Regions from separate parts of the Ovis aries genome. Here region 2 is linked to region 1. A link is a contact called in public Hi-C data. All regions are on one chromosome and are shown on one strand. Each heading gives the region's core, a stretch centred on a gene start, on an enhancer-like site or on the middle of the called end of the contact. The rest is flanking DNA. Distances are from core to core; before and after follow the strand shown. Region 1 holds the start of FZD8 (frizzled class receptor 8). Region 2 has its middle 35 kb from the start of OPTN.

Region 1 (4,567 bases), core at 1,232-3,731:
CAGTTGTGCGTGGCCTCCCAGCGCGGGCGGTTGTGCTGCTCGTAGAAGAGGCAGGCGACCACAACGGCGGCGGGCACGGTGTAGAGCACGGTGAAGAGGCCCAGGCGGATCATGAGCTTCTCCAGCTTGTGCGTCTTGGTGGGGCCACCCTGCTGCTTGATGACCGAGCGGATGCGGAAGAGCGACACGAAGCCGGCCAGCAGGAACATGGTGCCGATGAAGAGGTAGATGACCAGCGGCGCCAGCACGAAGCCGCGCAAGTTGTCCAGGCTCTGATTGCCTACGTAGCAGATGCCTGCCACCGGGTCGCCGTCCACCGAGCTGAGCGCCAGCACGGCGATAGACTTGACGCTGGGCACGAGCCACGCGGCCAGGTGGAAGTACTGCGAGTAGCCGGCGATGGCCTCATTGCCCCATTTCATGCCCGCCGCCAGGAACCACGTGAGCGACAGGATCACCCACCAGATGGAGCTGGCCATGCCGAAGAAGTAGACGAGCAGGAAGACCACGGTGCACAGCGCCGGGCCAGTGGTCTCGTAGCGCACGTGCTGCTCCACGGCGCCCAGCTCCTCATACTCGCCGCGCCCACCCGGGCCCCCGGCGCCGGCTCCCGCCGCACCCGCGCCTGCCGCCGCGCCCCCCGCGCCCCCGGCCCCGCCAGCAGTCCCAGCGCCGCCGCTGCACGCCACCTTCTCGTGGCCCGCCACCAGGCGCACCAGGTAGCCGACAGACACGAAAAGGTAGCAGGCCGAGAGGAATATGATGGGCCGCTCCGGGTACTTGAAGCGCTCCATGTCGATGAGGAAGGTGGAGACGGTGGCGAAGGTGGACACGAAGCATAGTACAGACCACAGGCCTATCCAGAAGACGGTGAAGGCGCGCTCGTCCTGGCTGAAGAACGGGTTGTGGCAAGGCAACGCGCAGTTGGCGATCTGGCCCGTCTTGACGCGGTTGTAGAGAGGGTGCCGCTCGCTGGACACGCTCACCATGGGCGCGCGGCACTGGCATCCCGGCTCGCAGGGCGCCGCGCCGCCGCCAGGGGGCCGCGCCTTCCCGCCGCCGCCACCGCCGCCACCGCCGCCGCCGCGCGCAGGGGGCGCAGCCGCGTCCCCGCCGCCGCCCCTGCCGCGGGACGGGGGCCGGGCCCCGGGTGGGCGGCCGTGGCCGCTGCCGGAGGGCGGCTGCTCACCGGGGGGCGGCGGCGGGGGGCGGCGCGGCGGGCTGGGCGCGGCCGTGGTGAGGTCGGTGCGGTTGTAGTCCATGCACAGCGTGTCGGGGTTGCCCTGCTCGGGCAGCCGGTCGCAGCGCATGCGGTCAGGCCAGGCGAAGCCGTACTGGCGCATGAGGGGCGCGCAGCCGGCCTTGGCGCGCTCGCACACCGAGCGGCAGGGAGGCAGGGGCTTCTTGTAGTCCTCTAGGCAGATGGGCGTGTACATGCTGCACAGGAAGAACTTGAGGTCGGGCGAGCACTGGATCTCCACCAGCGGCCAGAACTGGTGCACCTCCAGGCCCGCCTCGTCCTGCGTGTCGTGGTTGAACTGGTTGGGCATATAGGTGTAGTTGTAGCCGATGCCCTTGCACAGCGGCACGGTGATCTCCTGGCACGCCAGTTCCTTGGCTGAGGCGGCCGCCGCACCGCTCGAGCGCTGCAGCAGCGCCAGGGCGGCCAGCAAAGAGGTCACTTCCAACAGGTAACCCCACTCCATGCTGCGCGCCTCGGCCCCTCGCCTTCGCCCTCCGGGCGGCGCGCGGAGGGGCGCCAGGGGCTCCTGCGAGAGCGCCGGGCTCTCTCCTGCCTCTCTCGGGAGGGGTTCTGCCAATAGCCTAGTCCCTTATCGGGATGCTTCCTCTCGGCGCTGCGGGAGACGAGGGTGGCCGCCGAAGGGCACCGTGGTCCCAGCGTCTGCCCCGCTCACTCCCGCCGGGCTCAGCCCTCGCGGGACAGAGCGGCCAGCCCCCAGCTCATCTCTCCCTCCCTCGGTCTCTTTCTCCGCGCGCGCCGGTGACTCTGCCGGGCACTGAGGGCGGAGGCGCAGCAAGTTTCTTCTCGGGCCGCGGTGCGCAGTCAAGATGGCTGGGCCAGGCCGCTCAGAGCCGGGTCAGCCCCTGCAGCCCCCTTTCGGCGTCCCGGGGCTCATGCTCGCCCCCAGGGCCGCGCGGCTGCTGCCGGGGTTAGAGGCCCGCCTCCACCGAGGCCACGGCCCTCAGTCCCCGGCGTCCGTCCGTCGGTCAGCAGCCGGGATGACGGGCCCCGCCTCCGGTGGAAGTCGCGCTCCTGCCGGCACTGGGGCAAGGTGTCGGTGGTCCCCTTCTCGCTGAACTCACGGAGGCAAATCCAGGCCGGAAGGCGGAGCAGACACCTGAGCGGCGCGCCCGCGCCCCGCCACCGCCGCCGCCGCCGCCGCCGCCGCCGCCGCCGCCGCCACCGCCACCTCCTCGGCGGGAGCAGTGTCCCTCGCCAACTTCCCGCTCCGGCCCCGCTACGCCCAGGCCGGCTCATGAATATTTATACGGCGCGGACTCGGTCTCCGCCCGCGGCCGGCGCGCCAATCCCGGGCTCGGGGCGGAGTCTGCGCGCTCCCCAGGCCCCGCCTTCCTGGGGCGGACCCGGCTGTCCCCTCGGCTGTGCGAGCTGTCTGCGGCTGGAGTTTGGATAACCTTGGGGTTGACCGCAGAGACGGGTTTTGCCACGATCGTCCCCGAGGCGCCCTGTGGGGCTGAGGTCGGGGTTCCTTCACCCCGAGTCTGCGCTTGGGAACTGAGGGATTCTTTATACAGCGCGCTTTCAGAGGCCAGTTTCGAACTAGTCAAGCCCCTGCTTCCTACGCTCCCCGAATGTGGGCAACCTGCTGGCGAGGGGACTCCGCGCCCCTCAGCCAGCCGACGCGTGCGCGGGGGCTTTGCGGGGGAACGGGGAAGCGGTGCCCTTCTTGGGATTGTCAGAACGATGGTCTTGGAAGCTTGGCGATGTGAGAGGAGTGCCATGACTGCAGTTTATTTCTAGATGATGGGGCTGGACAGGGGACAGCCGGGGAAGAGGTACCCGGGAGCGCAAGGGCGCGGGCGCGAGAGGCGTGTGCACCCGGGCGGGCGGGAAGAAAGGGGTCTCCTCTTGCCTCAGCTGAGGGACGTGAGGCAGCGTCAGTTTCTTTACCTGCAGAGTGGGGTTCAGATCTCAAAGGGGGTTCTGCTAATTAGGCTAGATAAGATATATAAAGCATCCGGACATATTTAAAGCGCTCCCTTAAGAGATATAATTCCCTTTCTTCTTTAAAAAAGAAAAATAGAAAGGGAGAAAGAAAAACTTATAGGACAGACTGGAAACTCTGTGGCTGGATTCTCCCTCTTAGCCTCGCGCTTTTGGAACGTATGTGCGTCTCTCCAAAGTTGACATGTTTTTGCCAGAGCCTCCTCCTCCCGGTGGGAGGCGGCGCCGGGCCCTGGCGCGAACGCGCGGACACGTCTCCGCGGTGTTCCCGGGGCCGAGCGGCTGGGGACGCGGCCAAGGAGCGAGGCCCCCGCCAGCTCGTAGCTACCTTAGACGGGGAGGGGCCCGAGGGGCGGGAGGCCTGGCAGGTTCATTTACGCTTGTTAGGACGTCCCAGGGGGTTGTCTTTCTCCGAGAATGGAGTGTTTATTTTTTAATTGATGTGCTGTTTCATTTAGCGCTTGTATGGAACTCACGCTGGGGCTGTAATTACTGTAATCTCGGGAACAAGCATTTCAGTTAGCCAGGAGGGTGGCAGCAGACGTCTGTCTCTCTCTCTCCTCCTTTTCCTCTCGCCTCTCCCTTCTCCCTCTCCGGCTAGAAAACTAAAGTTATTGAGGATACGGGGACGATAGGATACGGATACGAAGGAGAGGTAGAGCTAAAAGCTCGTTTGAGGCCAGGCCTTTTTTATTGGGTTGGGAGTGAGGGGAGGAGGATGCGGTGGTGGTGGTAGTTGGTAATTATCTGTTTACAAACAACTCTTGTCGTGAAACAAAAATAACTAGCAGCATCTGTGTATGGCAGGACCCTATGTCTCTTCTGTTCTCTCTAGCTTAGTTTAGCAACCGCATTCTAATTAGAAAGATAGAATCTCCCACCCCCCCCACCCCAGCCCCACCCCTAATTTTTGGCAAGTTCGGTATTTTCACCAAGAATTCTAGGCAGAGCCACTAGGCTGTAGTCAAAACCCCATTGTCTTTTTTCTTTTAAACTGGTCTGTTTAGAATCTCTTTATTATACCAAAACAAAACACTTCCTTCGCATTTTTTGTTTTAGAAAAGCTAAACTGCATAGGAATCAGAAATTCTGAGGCTTCAGAAAGATTGGCTGATTCAGCAGAAAATGATCTCGAGTTTTCAAAAATGCAAAGACTCAACTGTTACTTGGTCTTTTAAAAATGAATTTCGTTCCTTTCTCCTGATGGGAATTCCCTTTGTGGCATGTGGAACACAGAATGTCACCTCTCTCCTGCTGGAATCCTGTTCAGTGATAGCCATGCTCCAGAACATTCAGCTGCAGAGAAACAGCAGGTGACACCTGGAGATAGGATGCTAAAGCACAGTAGTAAGGCAACCC
Region 2 (4,567 bases), core at 1,038-3,537, 980 kb after region 1:
AACATCTAGCAGGAAAAATGAAAGAACTAGAACCTTAAGGAACCACTGGGATACATCTGAGAAAGCCAATGACTGAGCAATAAATGCAAGTCAAGAAAATCATCCAGCATGTTTCCATTTGCATCAAGATAAGCCCAATTAAGCTTTATTTGAGGCGGATACATTTCTATAAAGAAGAGAAACTGCCTGACTAATGGCGAATGATTATAGAGACAGGAAGAAATCGTGGTTTTAAGCAGGAGTCAGTACTTTGGCCACCTCATGAAGAGTTGACTCACTGAAAAAGACTGATGCTGGGAGGGATTGGGGGCAGGAGGAGAAGGGAATGACAGAGGATGAGATGGCTGGATGGCATCACTGACTATCTGGACATGAATCTGAGTGAACTCCGGGAGATGGTGATGGACAGGGAGGCCTGGCGTGCTGTGATTCATGGGGTCGCAAAGAGTCGGACACGACTGAGCGACTGAACTGAACTGAACTGAAACAGCTCTGGTTCCAGATCTACTAATTCATTGTGTGACCTTAGTCAGTTGCCCTACCTCTGTTCTTCAGTTTCCTCATTTAAAAATGGGGTAATAATTGTACCTGTTTCACAAGATTATATACGGGCAATTCAGTTTGAATTGCTGTACATGTTCGTTCTTTCTTATTCAGGTTCACTTCTGTACATTGCTCACCTTTAGTGGAGATGAGGCAGAGCGGTGCAATCGGAAAGGAGCCACCAGGAGCTGCAAACGCATTCTTAAATCATCTCCATAAGGAGGTTGGCACATTCCCAGTGACATTGTATCCATTCTTTAAACTACACATGTACACTATGTGCCTCTTTTACATGTCCTATATCTTAGATGTTTAGAGATATAAACACAAAAATTTTAGACTATATTTGCCCATTTCTTTCTCTTAAAAAGTGCAATATACCATTTAAATTACAAACTCCCAATTAATGGACTATTTTACTTTTTCTTCTATTTCCTAGAATTGGTATTCAAATATTATTTGTTAGATTGATTTCATTCTAGGCAGCACTCGTTATACACACACAAATTGGTTTTTAATCCGTGTATTTGATTATGGTGAAACTTCTAAGGAATAAACAATTTCCTCTGGGCAATGGTTCATTTGTAAGACTGTAAATCTATTAATTTACTCTAAGAATTTAGTGTAGTCTAGTAAATTTGTAGCTGGAAGGGACTTGAGTTTAATTCTTATTTAAGAAACTGAAGTATAGTGAAATCAAGTTTTCCAAAATGGCTTAGTTTCGTTTACAAACTCCTCCTAACATTGTTAAGATCTCAGAAAATGTGTGAAATTTCTTGCTGCTTTGCTCCAACAACTGATGAAACACAGGCAATCCATCTCTCCCACCATCAACCGATTCTCAGCCTTGAAACTCTGGTCTGCATTAACCAAAAATATGTCCTGATACTTCATCTTTGAAACTCCATTTTATTTCCTTTTTTTAATATTTTGGCCATACTATGAGGCATGCGAGATCTTAATCCCCTGACCAGGGACAGAAACTGCACACCCTAAAGTGGAAACCTAGTCTTAACCACCGGACTGCCAGGGAAGTCCAAAACTTTCACTTTCATATTGATATTTCTGTTGTCACCACAGCCCAGTTTAGCTGTTTTTGTCCCTGGGATGCCATTTATTGACCTGTTTGGATCTTATACTCCGAAACTTTCTTTCCAACTTTGTATAAACCTCAACTCAGCCCCAAACCCCAGAACCAACACAAGTCTGTCAACAGTATAGTTCAGACATCAGTGATTTAGTTAATAATTATACAGTTAGTGAACAACAAGCTTGAACCTAGGACCCATCTGAAGCTCTGTTTTGCTTATTGCAATTTAGTCAGTCTATGTGGGTTCATATATTTTCCTTAATCTGCAGCTTCTTCACTATTCTCCTCTTTGTGTGTGTACCCAGTCACTCAATCATGTTCAGCTCTTTGCAACTCCATGGACTATAGCCCACCAGGCTCCTCTGTCCATGGGATTTCCCAAGCAAGAATACTGGAGTGGGTTGCCATTTCTTTCCCCAGGGAATCTTCCCAACCCAGGGGATCAAACCTATATCTCCTACATTAGCAGGTGGGTTCTTTACTGCTGAGCCACTTGGGAATCCATCTTATAAGCAGCACGCCTTAGAGGATAACTATAAATTGGTTTGCATTCGGTTTTGTGACAATCAGTCCAGTTGATGATCTTGGCTCACCCACTAATACTCTTCTCCAGCCCATGCTGTTCAAACATACTGGCTCTAGTTTTCCTCAAAAACAGTTTGGATGGTTCCACCACAGGGCCTTTGCGCTCACTGCCTCTTGGCTTGTAGCTCTGTTCCTAGGTGTCCTGATGGCTTATTCCAGCACCTCCCTTAGAGCTGAGCTTAAATTTTACTTTACCGATGGAGCATTCTGATTATTTTATATAAGGTAGCAATCTCTGCCTCTCCCCAAACTTTCAGTCTTTCTTTCCCTGCTCTATTTTTTTTCTCCATAAAGTTTTCACCATCGATCAGAGTTTGTATTTTAACTGTCAATATTTCATCACCAGAAACATCTGTCCCATGAGGTAAGTGTTTTTATCTGCTTTCTAATTATCATATACCCGTGCTAAGAACACAGGACTTGCTCAGCAAATAAGGGAAGAATAAAAGAAGGGAGAAATATAGCAAATGAAAGTCAGCAGAGCTCATAACTGCTTGACATCCTGCATCAGAAGCCTGCCTGCCGTATTGTGAGGAGGGGTAGCCACCACTCCCTTTCACATCTGTCATATACCATCTTATTACATCTCAACTACCATAAATTATTTAATTAATTAACCCTGCCAAATGGAAAAGGGATTGATATAAGAAAGCAAGCAGTGTGAAAAATAACTTTGTCTGTTTTTTCCACATCTTCATTCCTTTTGTCTCTCTGCACTTCTTTCCTCCTTCATGCATCCACCTCTCCTTTCACCTTTACGTCCTCTTCTCCTTGCTCCTTTCCCCTGTTACTATGGTTGAATGCCTCTGTGGCATTAAACCAAGCTGAAGCACAGACGTTATTGAGGGTTGAAGGGTGCATAACAGATGCTGTTAATCTGCCCTGGAGAGCCTTGAATAAGCAAGGGGGCCTTGCGATGAAATTGGATAGGGTATTCTGTAAACCAGTGATCTCCAATAAGCATTTGGTATTAACTAAGCAAGATATTGTGTATTACGTTGCTCTCAGTTTCTTTGAAACACCTGCCGAAGAGGACTCAGTGTAATGAACTTTAAGAAAAAAACCTGAAAGTGTTTTTCAATTAACTTTTCTTCTTTTGTAAGGATTAGTTTCCCATTCTGAAAAATATTTGAGTAAATGAGAAAAGGTGAATAAGATTCAGTGCGTAAAGAAAAAAATTAAAGCTTTTAGCATTGGCTGATTGCCTATCAATTTGCACATTAGACAGATGTTTATCATGGAATCAAGACATGATGTTTTGGGATATCACTTGTTAATCCTCCTGCCTCAAGTCAAACATATGCTAACTGATCTCTAATCATTTTACCACTAGAATCTCATATTCTGTAAATTCTATGATGCATAAATTTACTGCATATATCCAGAATCACTTGAAATGAACAAAACGTTCATAATGAGTTGAACAAAAAGTTCATCATGAACAAAAGTTCATGAACAAAAAGTTCATGATGATGAGTTGTTGGTCATGTCCCTAACTTTGAATTAGAACTTCTAGCCTGGGACTGTAACTGTGAGCACAGAGTACAAACTCAGAAGTCAATATCAAAGACCTTAGCTATAAATGCAAACCAATGGCAGAAGCAACTATTTGTAACAGATAAGGAGTCTATCAACAATACCAATTCTTGGACAAGAGGCTGAGAAATACAAGATAAATCCTAAATAAATAATTCTCTATTTCTTTCTTTAAAATATTTTATAACATTTCACCTAAACCCATTGCTTTATCTCATGAGATTTGTGAACTACATAAAATTCTATGTAAACTTTTGTGTTTATGTTCGCATGTAAACTCTTTTGGAATATGGATCTCTAGTAACCTTAGATAATTTTTGTGACCCTCTCCCCCAAATTTAAAGAGCTACTGCTCTACAATCTTTTGGAAATCTGGGAAAATGTGAGAGGAGTATCTGGCTTTCTGTTCACTGTAGTGTTTTTACTTGATAGAAATGTAAAGGGCTGCCAAAGTAAAAGTTCTTTGGTTAGAGTAGCAGCACATACCTAATATCATTCTGAGATAAATAAATGAATATATAAATATGACATGCTTACAACTGTTGTGATAAAACAGTTAGAAAGTTGGTGATGATGCTGGTAGTGGTGGTGGAGGCAATACTCCCCAGCAAAAAAGGATACTGACTCTATCCTGACTTTGAATAATTTAAAGTCTGAGTTCTAGATTTTAATTACAAAACTACAACTGTCTTTAAAATATGATTGCTCTCAAATCAGTATCACATGCACATCTGTCCTTTTGTTAAATAAATTTTGTTCAATAATATAAGGGGTTTTTCTTAAATACTATATACAGAGAAGATATTTATGAAA

The links. Hi-C and Micro-C count contacts between places; a contact is called where the count stands out from the background.
Region 2: a contact with region 1 is called in a Hi-C map of liver, with 4 times the contacts expected there. The contact joins the enhancer-like site here to the promoter of FZD8 in region 1. A contact is called at or near these places in 7 of 16 Hi-C or Micro-C datasets (hypothalamus, liver, muscle and 3 more).

The regions. Positions count from the first base shown.
Region 1 is chr13:26,152,618-26,157,184 of ARS-UI_Ramb_v3.0, forward strand. It overlaps FZD8 (frizzled class receptor 8), which reads right to left and starts at 2,482. Exons shown (of 1, transcript XM_027976634.2): 1 at 1-2,482. The coding sequence starts at 1,706.
Region 2 is chr13:27,137,359-27,141,925 of ARS-UI_Ramb_v3.0, forward strand. No RefSeq gene overlaps it. Among named protein-coding and RNA genes, the nearest start is that of OPTN, 35 kb to the right of the region's middle. Within about 2 kb of position 2,288, at least 1 of the 54 cell types and tissues checked has an H3K27ac peak or open chromatin away from gene starts, as enhancers often do. A contact at or near this core is called in liver, where this site is marked.